Linked DNA regions of Cyprinus carpio: region 1 is linked to region 2. The links are chromatin contacts, called in public Hi-C maps. All regions are on one chromosome and are shown on one strand. The core of a region is the stretch at or near the end of the contact, and the rest is flanking DNA. Distances in the headings are between cores, read along the strand shown.

What was found. A called contact is a pair of places that touch in the nucleus more often than the background predicts.
Region 1: a Hi-C map of liver shows a contact between it and region 2, with 6 times the contacts expected there. The contact joins the promoter of LOC109050796 here to the promoter of wwox in region 2. A contact is called at or near these places in 3 of 8 Hi-C or Micro-C datasets (liver and skeletal muscle).

Annotation. Positions count from the first base shown.
Region 1 is chrB25:20,650,193-20,656,128 of ASM1834038v1, forward strand. It overlaps LOC109050796 (transcription factor Maf-like), which reads right to left and starts at 3,535. Exons shown (of 3, transcript XM_042753321.1): 1 at 2,163-3,535. The coding sequence starts at 3,127. It overlaps LOC122142458 (a long non-coding RNA gene), which reads left to right. Exons shown (of 4, transcript XR_006158624.1): 4 at 1-162.
Region 2 is chrB25:20,351,026-20,356,738 of ASM1834038v1, forward strand. wwox (WW domain-containing oxidoreductase) reads left to right here and starts at 2,657. Exons shown (of 9, transcript XM_042753325.1): 1 at 2,657-2,886; 2 at 3,033-3,097; 3 at 3,274-3,331; 4 at 4,552-4,721. The coding sequence starts at 2,780. hprt1l (hypoxanthine phosphoribosyltransferase 1, like) reads left to right here. Exons shown (of 9, transcript XM_042753322.1): 8 at 13-89; 9 at 1,153-1,705. The coding sequence ends at 1,200.

The DNA of each region.
Region 1 (5,936 bases), core at 2,285-4,784, 300 kb after region 2:
CTAAGTGAAAGTATCTGCTAATGACATTTCTGAGTTAACTAATAGGCCTGAGTTATAACTGGTAGAAAAGAAATAAAGGTTATTAATAGCTAATAAACTGTAAGCTCACTGTCAGGTTATTCCTATCCAAAGAAAACAATAATTTATGGTACTGACAGTTTCCTTAAATTTCCAGTGCGCTTTGGTAAATCTCCAGTGATTTAGAGGCGAATCTGTTTGTCAAAATCAGTATTTTTTTTTTTTTTTTTTTTTTGCGGAATATACTAGCCTAGTTATTTAAATAGCAGTTTAAACAAGTATATAGTCTCACTAAATTAATGATTAACCAGGACAGCGAAAATAAACTAAGATAAGATGTGTTTAAACTGCGCGGTGGACCAAATTAGATTAATTTTTTTGCAAAGCAAGTAACAGAAATAAATGTTTAAAAAGGGGAAAAAGGGGTTTCCCTCCTGAAATCAAGTGCTATTTAAATATAGGTTTTTGCTTGTAAATGAATTTTTAGATTATATCGAATGATATTTAGTGAAATATTCTGATATAAACTCTCACAGCGAGTGCAAATAAGTGCGAGCGCATTTTGCCATGTTTATCAAACAATGCAGCTGTATACCAAGTTATGCTGGCTTTTTTCAATTATAAATAATTGTATCTGTCATATGTTATTTTAGTTCAATTACATTTTAAGCAAATTCGATTTAATAAGAGAATATTTGCTCGAAACTCGAGCGAACTGTCAAGCGGCAACAAGTCAAATCGTGAACTTTCCTCAAAGCTATTAAAAATGATTTAATTTCCCAGTCAGCATGTAATATTAAATACTGTATTCAGTGAAAGTCTCACATTTTAGGCGTGCTCTGATAAATAACACGAGGTCATTTGATTTTAAATATTTAAGATTTATTGATTAACTATATACTGCTCCAGTTTGTACAGTCATTATTCGTCAATCATAATCGATATCAAATATTAAAACGTACTAATATGCATGTTACACAAGTATAAGTTTTCTGAAAAAGGTTTTATTTCCCACCTGATGCAAGTAAATATTTTACAGCAGCGTGCTCCGAAATATTTCACTATTCTCTCATGTAATAATTTGATTTATATTTAGATGCAAATCCTAAAATAAGAGTTTTGAATGCGCGTACTAAGACAGACTCTTCATTCTTCATTGATGCAATATTCTTCTCTTGAATGAGAATAGTTTATAAACACTTCAGTCCACTGAACAGTTCGAAATCGTTCATTTGACCATATTTTATGTTCAAGCAATATGTGGAGTGACATATTTGTCAAATCGAAAATCTTTCACAGTCTTAAGTGCATCACACTGAGATAAGTTACAGTTGTTTCAGGGGTTTAATAATGTCTCTTCGTTTGACAAAAAAAGAAAGAAAAAGGATAATCATACAGAATCACTCTTTTTGCCAAAAACATGTTTCATCGCTAAAATTGCTGTACAGAAAAGTTTGTCGCAAAAATCATGGAGGCAATGTTTCATGAAGGGGATGAAAAGATGTCACTTTTTTGCTCAGAGTCCCAAAAAAGTGGACAGGACCAGACAATGAGAAAATGAATGTAATGTCGGAGCATTTCAGTTCAGGTCGTTCAGGTAAAAGAAAGAAAAACATGACCAGCATGTGGGGTCGACACATCGCGTCCGATACACGAATAAATACATCACTGAATGAGTTCTTCACAACAACACAGAATGATGGAGTTTGAATGAAACACACAGTCAGTCTCGCTCGCCTTATGAGGGGATGAGTTCACGCGCTTTCAGTGTACAGTGCCCTCACGAAACCAGCGTGATGTGTCACTGGAACTTTAGAAAAATGTGAGCTTAAAAGTTACGCAACACAAGGCAACATGGGGAAATATCAAATGAAAGCACGTTCCCATATTACAGTTTCAACAGAACAGACAAAATGAAAAGAACTCGGCGATGGAAAGAGTCCTACTGTTGTCCAAAAAGCGCAGAGCAAAAGTTAACGTGGGCTAAACTCTAAAACTCGATTTCTTCATTACTGGATTAAACGGATCTAAATCTAACACAAAAATAAAAATAATAAAAAAAAAAGTGAGAGGACTGCCCAATCCAACACAACGCGAGAACAACGCGCGCACACCGCTGCTCTATTAAGTGCCGGTAAACTCACATGAAAAACTCCGGGGACGACGGGTTGTTGTCGCTGCTCGATCCGTTTTCTCTGAAGCCGCTGCTGATGAGCTTCTCGTACTTCTCTTTGTACGCGTCTCTCTCGCGCACCAGTCTGGAGATCTCCTGCTTGAGGTGGTCCACCTGCTGCAGCAGCTGGGTCTTCTCGCCCTCCAGGACGTGCCTCTGCTGGACCCGCTTGTAGCGACACGACTGGGCATAGCCTCTGTTTTTGAGGGTTCTCCTCTTCTGTTTGAGCCGGATCACCTCCTCTTTGCTGACCCCCCGCAGCTGCCGGTTGAGCTCGCGCACGGACATGGTCACCAGCTGCTCGTCCGAGAAGCGGTCGTCCAGGTGCATGTGCTGGTGGCTGGCGGGGTTGCCGCTGGACTGCACGCCGGGCGTCGGATGGTGCCCGCCCGGGTGGTGGTGGTGATGGTGGTGGTGGTGCGGCGCGCCGTTCTGGGCTGCGGCGGCCGCGATGACCGCGGAGACCACCGCGGCGGCGGATCCCATCTCCTCGCCGGCCATGGCGCCTCCCGGCCCGGCTGCGCTGGTAAACTGCTGCCCTCTAGCATAGCCGTCGAAGCTCTGGAGCTGGTGACTGCTGTTGATCAGCGCCTCCACCGCGTCCTCGGGGCTGAACCCAAAGGCCTCTGGGTTGAGCTGCTGTTGGTAGCCGGTCATCCAGTAGAAATCCTCCAGGTGTGCCCTCTGCTCGCTCCCGGAGCCCGGACTGGGCGCCGAGAAGCTTGGGGAAGGGGGAACCGAGCTGCAAGGCGTGCTCATCGGGGTGGAAGACAGGGATCCCCCGGCGATCAGGCGGTTGCACTGGCTGATGCTGCGATCGGGCTCCACCGGCTCCTTTTTCACTTCAAACTTCATCAGATCGAAGTCATTAACATATTCCATGGCCAGGGGACCGGTGGGCAGGTCGGAGCTGCTCATTGCCAGTTCTGATGCCATCCTTTTGCTGTTGACAGTCCTCCAAAGGGGGTGAAGAGCAGCTGTCAGAGTGGTCGGGTTCGAGACAGCGTGAGCCAGCTTGATTTCTTTATTTAATTCTTCAAAAGCAGAGAAAGGGGTTCGCCGGCGCCGATTTATTTTTTTTTAAATTGACGCCTTATCGCCTTTCGCGCAACAGACGCAGGAGCGCGCGCGTCTCTAGTTCCTCTCTCTTTGTGCGCGAGTGTCGACGCGTTTGAGTTGCAAACATTTAACACTGCATGGCTGCGTGGAGTCCTTTTTTTCAATAGTTTCGTAGAAATGAAGACCGTAACATGTATGTGATTGGCAATTGGATGCTTGGCTGGAAAAAATAAAAAAGTACTCCGTGCTTGTTCTAGAGTTTTTAAAGGATCACCGAGCATAGGAGTATAAAAGCAATGCTGAGTTTTATAGCCGCCCTGACGTCAGGTTTGAAATACGAAATTGACTCGGACTCGTAGCCAATAGGCTCGCTGAAACCGACGGTCAATTTACATACTAGAGAAGAAACAAAAGTTTTCCGAACTGTCAGAACTGACAGAGACGACTTTAACTCTTTATGGACAGTGATTTTGTTTTCGCTGTTTACAGCAGGTAAAGCATCTTTTCATCTTCCCCACATTGCATATTGTTTTAAATCAAGCGTTCTAACAGTATGCAATCATAATGATTTATACATGATATAGGCTTATTAATAACCTTAAAAAGATAATTTACACTTAAGTTATATTAATACTTGTTTAAAAGACTATATTACTGACATTTCTTAAAATAAATCATTTATAGTCATAATGAAAGTCTATAAATGTCACGCAAGTAATGTTTTAATTACGGTATCGGTTGAGGCATCCTACTAAAATGTTTAATAATAGGTTATTAGTAATTTTTTGGCATATTGGATAGAAAAAAATGCACGACGCATATATTAGCGACAGATGTAACTACTAAAGCAATTAAAACGGCCATATGGTTTCCACAGAGTACGCGTCTTTGTGTTGTTTTAATGTGAATATATTGATTTATTAGATTTTTTTTTTTCCTCCACTGTCCCACAAAACGTGGTCGGGAAGCCCGTACATGCGGTTTCAAACCACAACAGCGCCCCCTTTCGGCTTGAGCTGAACCGCATCTGTCCATTAGAGGAGTGTTTCATCTCTGTGTGTCAGATCATGTTTGGATTGTTTGAACGGCGCTGGGGGCACTTTAAGAGCAGTTTTATCATGACATATTAATATATTTTTACATATAAAAAAAAAAAAAAACTATATTTAGTCATATACTTAGATCACTTTAGTATTTTTTCCTTCATTGATATATTGCCACATTTTCCATTAATGCTCATGTCACAGTGTAATCATATAGGCTAGGTATGTTCTGAGTAATACTAATGGACAACATATAATTAATTAGTAATTATTTGAGCAGCTTGTGATTACACATTGTTCTTGTTTTTATTAAAGTAATGAATTATAATAGTAATAGTATAACACGAGCACAATAATGTAGAGTGTTGCTTGTTACACTTCTGCATCTTGCTTTTAAATAGTCTGTGTGCACAAGCACTACACGTGTATCTCTTTAAGTGCTCAAAACAGCTCTCATTGCTGGAGGGTTTCTTAAACAGGATTTCTCTCCGAGAGCAGCGTTAGCTCGTGAGAGCAGACAATAAAGAAGACGATTCTCACAGGAGATATTGAAATGTGGTCGAGCTCTCTGTGGAAAAGCCACGCCAGGAAGACACGCAAACTACAAAGCCGCCAGCGTAAAAATAAAAATAAATACAAGCCCAGAGTCCCAAAAGGAAGTAAATATTCTCTTAGTCTCAGTGACTGTTCTCGCGGACCCAGACCTAGAAAATCCACATATTATTTCATTAATTAGATCACCCAACAAAAGCCTTCAGAGGCCGTTCAGAAGCGCTGAATAAATATTGAATTTATGTCCCTTCTGACTGTATAACTGCTCAACAATCAAGAGAAATAAAGAGTCCCAGATATGAAAAACATATATATTCTTGACGATTTTTGTTCCAGCTTATTTACAGCAATGGAAATATAATTAGTATTGCCCTGATGTAACATTGTCATTTTAACATACTTTTAGCATCACAGAAGTGGTATATTGATATATCATAAACATGTAAACATAACGGCCCTGCGATTAGTGCACTTCAGATAAAACGCATCTGTTAATTGGCGTCTTACAGCTAACACTGATGCTGTGAAATATTTATACTCAGCTTATGCTGTGGGGTGAAACCCAACATACTGTTTACATGAATAAAACAAATGAGATTGAGATTTTATGTGCTGTCATGATTTATAAATCCACAGTGTGTATGTCGTTTCAAATACATCACCTGATGAAAGAACTGTGTTTATAGGTTGTATTGTCAGAGCCTGATTTTAAGGATTCATTCATTCACTTGTGTAATACATTATGTAAATTGTGTAATATTATATTATATTGTTGCATGTGTGTGTGTGTGTGTAAGAGCTGTATTTACTAGGTTGTGCCTTTTAGAAGTTGATTTATTAAATTATTCATTCAGTTGTGTAAAATATATATATATATATATATAAATTTGATTTAATCTAAATATATAATAAAATTAAAATGCAATGATTTTTTGTATTGTATTTATTTATTGCTTTTTTAACACAGCATTAGTTAAAGGCATCATATCTAAAATTATCATGTTTTTGACAGATTATTTTTAATAACTGGAAGAATACAAGCAGATAAACTGCAAAAAGTGGGGTAACACTTTATTTTATTGATATATATA
Region 2 (5,713 bases), core at 1,407-3,906:
TTCTTTTTTTAGATATTGGATTTGAAGTCCCTGACAAGTTCCTAGTTGGATATGCTTTAGACTACAATGAATATTTCAGGGATCTGAGTGTAAGTGTTTGTCCTGTAGAGTGGGGGAGCTACGCCATCACTCTGTATGCGGATCGGCTGTTAGCATCACACTGGTTCCCTCGAACAAAAAGCATATAGGATTTTTCCACAGGCTTTTGGATTATTGCAAAAAATAAGCTCTGTGTTCAACCACAGTTCATGAAACTTACACGTTTTGTCCATCAAGATAATCTTCACAAGATAACATGACTTTGATGAATTTCGAAGCCTAAATAAAAGCGCCAGAACTTAAAAGCTAAACTTAGGCTATAAACGACACTTCCCACAACTTTATCAAACTTATTTTTAACGTCTTCAGTGAAAAGGATTTACTCTGTATATGAATTTTAATCCACGCCACATGAACCTTTTCATATAAACTGGAATAAATGCAAAACTAGAGGCAAACTAAAACTGAAATGAGACATTAATAAATAGTATAGTGAATAAATTAAATAATCATAACTAAAGGACATGTGAAAGCACGTATTTCTGTACGTTTTGAAATAAGGTGCATTAAAACTCACCAAATCCTATATGAATATTTTAATTAAAAACGTGTCTCCATGAACTATTCAATAAAATTCTAGTGCATTTAATCTATTAAATAACAGCAGAGTGAGCGAGTTTTTGGATATGGTAAGATTAAACTTATTTTAGTGAATAAAGTACCACGTTTTTCCCATTTAGCAACTCGTTAGCAACCGTCTTTTTTAAGAAACGTAACAGTTTAAAAAAATCACGTGTGGAGTGTAACTGGTGTGTTTTATTTCGTAGAATAAAGCGTGAAAGTATCTTGAGCCTGTGTGAACCACGGACCTTATTTTAGGGATCTAACCAAAATCCCATTCAAAAAACCCATTGACTCTGGGATGGAACCGGAAGTGCTAAAATGTTAACTCGCTTCCGGGTTTTTGCCTACAAAGTGACATCATAGTCCCACCACTCTATTACCCTCTGATTTAACTGTGTGCAGTGCATGAACGGGTCAGTTTTGTATGTCATTTGTTTGTCTGATCTGAATGATGTATTTACACCTTCCTGTTTTCTTTGTATCTTTCAGCATATCTGTATTTTAAGTGACCGAGCGAAAGAGAAATATAAAGTATGATATGACACCCAAGTGCTGGACGCATGAAGAAAAAGATCACTGTGAACTTTTTTTGTTTTTGTTGTTGTTTTGTTATTGTAAAATTATTTTTCTACATGCCATCTGAAAAGAATACTGAACTCATGACACATGGATTCCCAAAGATAAATGATCGCACTTACAGTGCTGCCGTCAAGGAGGAAGGAGAGTGAAAATGTCCCGTGTTATAATTAGTAATCTAATTTTAATTGTCATTACTGGTGAAGATTAAGGGCAGATTGAACTGAGGCCTTAGATTAATTGGTTTTAAGTTGGTTTTATGTTCGCGTAAGTCCATTTGGCTAATACAAGTTTGGATTTAGAGCTCAGAGACTGCAAAGCTAGTCACTGTTTGCTAGTTATTGTTATTTATGATATATTCTGTAGATACTGACCCCAGATTATATCCACACATGGACGTCATGAAGGCTTTGGTGGTGAAATGGAGGCTTTTGATCGCTGCAATAAAATTACACTGACAGTGCTATTATTTTTGTGCTGGTTGTTTTCTGTGCATGTAAATGTGAGGATGGTATGACTGTGTAAGTAATATTTACCTGTTTACCGCCAGCAAGCGCTTGAAAAGCTGTTATGAAGGAGAAATTAGTTACTCAAAGGAAATTAAGCAGCATATGATGGTCCATGAAGTTTGCTATGGCCATTTTAGGGCAAAAATATCTCAAATGAGTTAAATGCTATGTGTTGTTTCCGAGTTTAATATTTATCTTTCTCTTAATTAATGTAAATAAGTTTTAACTGACCGTTAGGAGCACGTCGAAGGCGTGTTTGTTTGAATCGCTGTTGGGCGCCAAATGACGTTATCGTTCCTCCAAAAAAACTGAAACCGTTTCAGATTAATATCATTACCGCTTTTGTCTTACAAACATTTGCAAGCTGTCGTTTTGTTTAAACTGACTAATTACAACGATTTATTTGTCATACACAAATCAATTTCTATAAAACAATTAAGAAGACACCTTAGCCTGTAATCGCAAAAGACGTTTTGTGGTTGGTCAATCCTGATCATCGCTGATAAAAGTAACAGGTGCCACGTGACCATTGGCACACAAAAAAATAAAAAATCTGTGGAAAGACATGTATAAAAGGCGGCCACAAATGTTAAGAAGATTTGAGATTTTAGGAGAGGAGAATATAATCTTTAATGTATGTCTTTAATTTTATTATTTTTTTTTAACAAAAGGTGTATAAGGTACGGAAAAAAATACAGAAAAAGGCAATATATTTGCTTAATTTTCTTTTTCAGGGTTAAATAATACAAATACGTGAAATATAAGCTGCTGACACAGAACACAAAACACTTTAATACACGTCACAAAAGGTAAAATAGGAAAGTTTTAACTCGGACCTATCGCAGCTGGCCAATCAGATGCGTTCAGGCCGCTAAGGCCCGCCCATTTGAGAACCCCACTCGCTGTTCTCGTTCCGACGCTGCGTGACGTCACGTCATGATTGCGGAAGTGGTCCGGCAGGATCGTCGCAACGTGAATGTGCTGTAAGATAAATTTGACTGAGGAGTTGAGTGAGTTGTTTTATCTGAGCGATGGCAGCTCTTAAATACTCCGGAATGGATGACACAGACAGTGAAGACGAGCTTCCTCCCGGCTGGGAGGAGAGGTCCACTACAGATGGATGGGTTTATTATGCCAAGTGAGTGTTTGACACACAACACACACACACCTGAAATAAACAGGTGCATTTACACTTTTCATTTGTGCTATTAATGCAAGCACGAGGAGTGTGTAGCGATGTGATTTATAGAATGACTGACACATCGAGTGTATAATTCATTTCAGTCACGAGGAAATGAAGACTCAGTGGGAGCATCCCAAAACTGGGAAGAAGAAGCGCTGTGCTGGAGGTACAGTGAGTTATTAATAATGACAGTACCTTCACTGTGAGATTCATTTTTCTGTCACACTTCTGTTAAACTCAGTATGAGTAAGAACCAGCTTTGTGAAGAGACTGACCTGTTTTGATATGCAGCGATGAACAGTAATGTATCTGATTATTTAATTGTTTTATGTATTGTTTTAGCTCTGCCATATGGATGGGAGCAGGAGACCAATGAGAAAGGCCAAATCTTCTATGTCGAGTGAGTTCAGTGGATATGATTTTCTCATCATAATTTCACTTTATGGGATGTGTTTGCAGGAAGTATATTCTGCTGTAATCAATTATAGCATATTAGAGTTTCCCTCAAGTCATAATTTGATCTTTTAGTATATGTCTACTATCTTTTAAGGCTAATTAATCCTAATTTAATCTTAATACATTTGATAAAATAAAACATTAGCAGATATACATATTAAATATTTGCATTACTTCTCTTCTTCTTACACAAGAAGATAAAAGCAGCGATATTCCAATGATAAAAAAAGTGCTAAATGAATTAACAAACAAATAAAATACATTTTACAAAACTTAGTTTTTAGAAGTTTTATTATTAGTTGTATATTATATTATATTACAATATAGTAATACAGTATATTAAACAGTATGTAGTATTTTGTCAGAAAAACGATGGGATCGTAAATAATGAGCAAAATTATTTAAAATGAACAAACAAATAAAATGAAAACTTAGTTTTTAGAAGTTTTAGTTGTATTATATTATTATATTATATTGTATCATATTATATCAATTATGCTATATTATAATATATTATACAGTATGTATTATTGTGACAGGAAATAAGTCAATTTAATAATAATATTTATAATGTAAATGTTATTAATGATAATAATAAGGATCAGATCATAAATAATGAGCAAGATTAAATCATTAATATATAGATCGAAAAAAATAATATATTAATTAAATATGGACAGAATTGACATCATCATTAATAATAAATGTGCAAATTCAGTAGTCTGCACTACAACTATTTAATAATAATAATAAGTTAAAATAGAAAACTTTATTTATATCCATCACACCTCAGCAGTTAGAGACTTTCAGGTCAGTAAGCCCTGCTCATTTATAAGTGCATAAAAAAATCATCTGTGAGAGTTTGTACTGAGTAATCAGCTTGGTTACATTTATTTTTATTTTGGAGTAAATGTAAAATGCTTAAAAACACGAACTTGATGAAATTCATACTTGGCTTTAATAAACAGAATATTGATTATATTGTTATTGTAAAAATATAAAAAAAGATTTTTTACAGTTTATATATATATATATATATATATATACATACACACACACACACACACACACACAAACACATATATATATATATATATATATATATATATATATATGTATATATATATGGTAATGTTTCTCCATTCTCTTCTTTCTTCTCATCAGCCACATCAACAAGCGCAGAACATATTTTGACCCTCGGCAGGCCTTCACTGTCGAGGACCTGCAGGTGAAACCCAAACGCTATGACGGGAACAGCACGGCTCTGGAGATCCTGCATGCTCGTGATCTGTCTGACAGAGTGGTGCTGATCACCGGAGCAAACTCTGGCATCGGTGAGTCCGGCACAGACACACACCTCACACAACACGCCTGCTGCAGTATTCCTGAGCTACAGTAAACACAGCGAGAGCAACAGTCACAAAGACAATCCGAGGTAATCGGTTGGGTTACTGTACTGCAGTGTGTGTCCAGTAGGTGGCACTACAGGATTTTTTATGTGTTCTCACTGAAACAAGTCAACTTTAGCATTTCAGTCATCAGATGTTGATGGCTTGAATGGACATGTTAATCTAAAATACTTTAGAATCATTCGTAAATGCTTATTTGCATTTCCTCTCATCTGTGGAAATACAGACTTTCAGCTGAACAGAAGCACATATATGAGTCAGCGTGTATTTATGAAGCGCTGTTTCATTGGTGGATTTGAAATTGTGTCACTGATGCTGTTTTATTTATAGTGTACAGTACACTACCATTTTTCATTTTAATTTTAAGAATTTTACTCATCAAGGATATGTTAAAATTGATCAAAAGTGACTGTAAAGATTTAATGTTACAAAATATTTATATTTCAGATAAGTGTTGTTTTTAGCTTTCTGTATTATTTTGGTATTATTTTATATATTTATATTTATACACTTATAGCATGTATTAACATTTAGAACGGTATTTTTATTTTTCGTTATTTTATTGTCGTTGTTAATTAGTTTTTTGTTTTGTTTGCAGTTCTATTTAGCTTTATTTCTTTTAGTCTTAGTAATTTTAATATTTCATCTCAACTTTTTTTTTTTAAATAGCTTTCTCGGCAACATTTCTTTTCATTTCTGTTTTTTTTTCATCTAATTTTTAATAGTTTTGTTTATTTAATAATTACGGCATTAATAATAATATTTCACCATACTTTTGTTTTACTATATTTTTTATCAAATAAATGCAGGCTGGTTAAGCATAATAGAATTTTTTTTCTTTTCTTTTTTTTTTTTAGCTTTTTGTGCTCCCTTTATCATATTAAAACATGTTTTACAGAATGTCTCCCATAATGCAG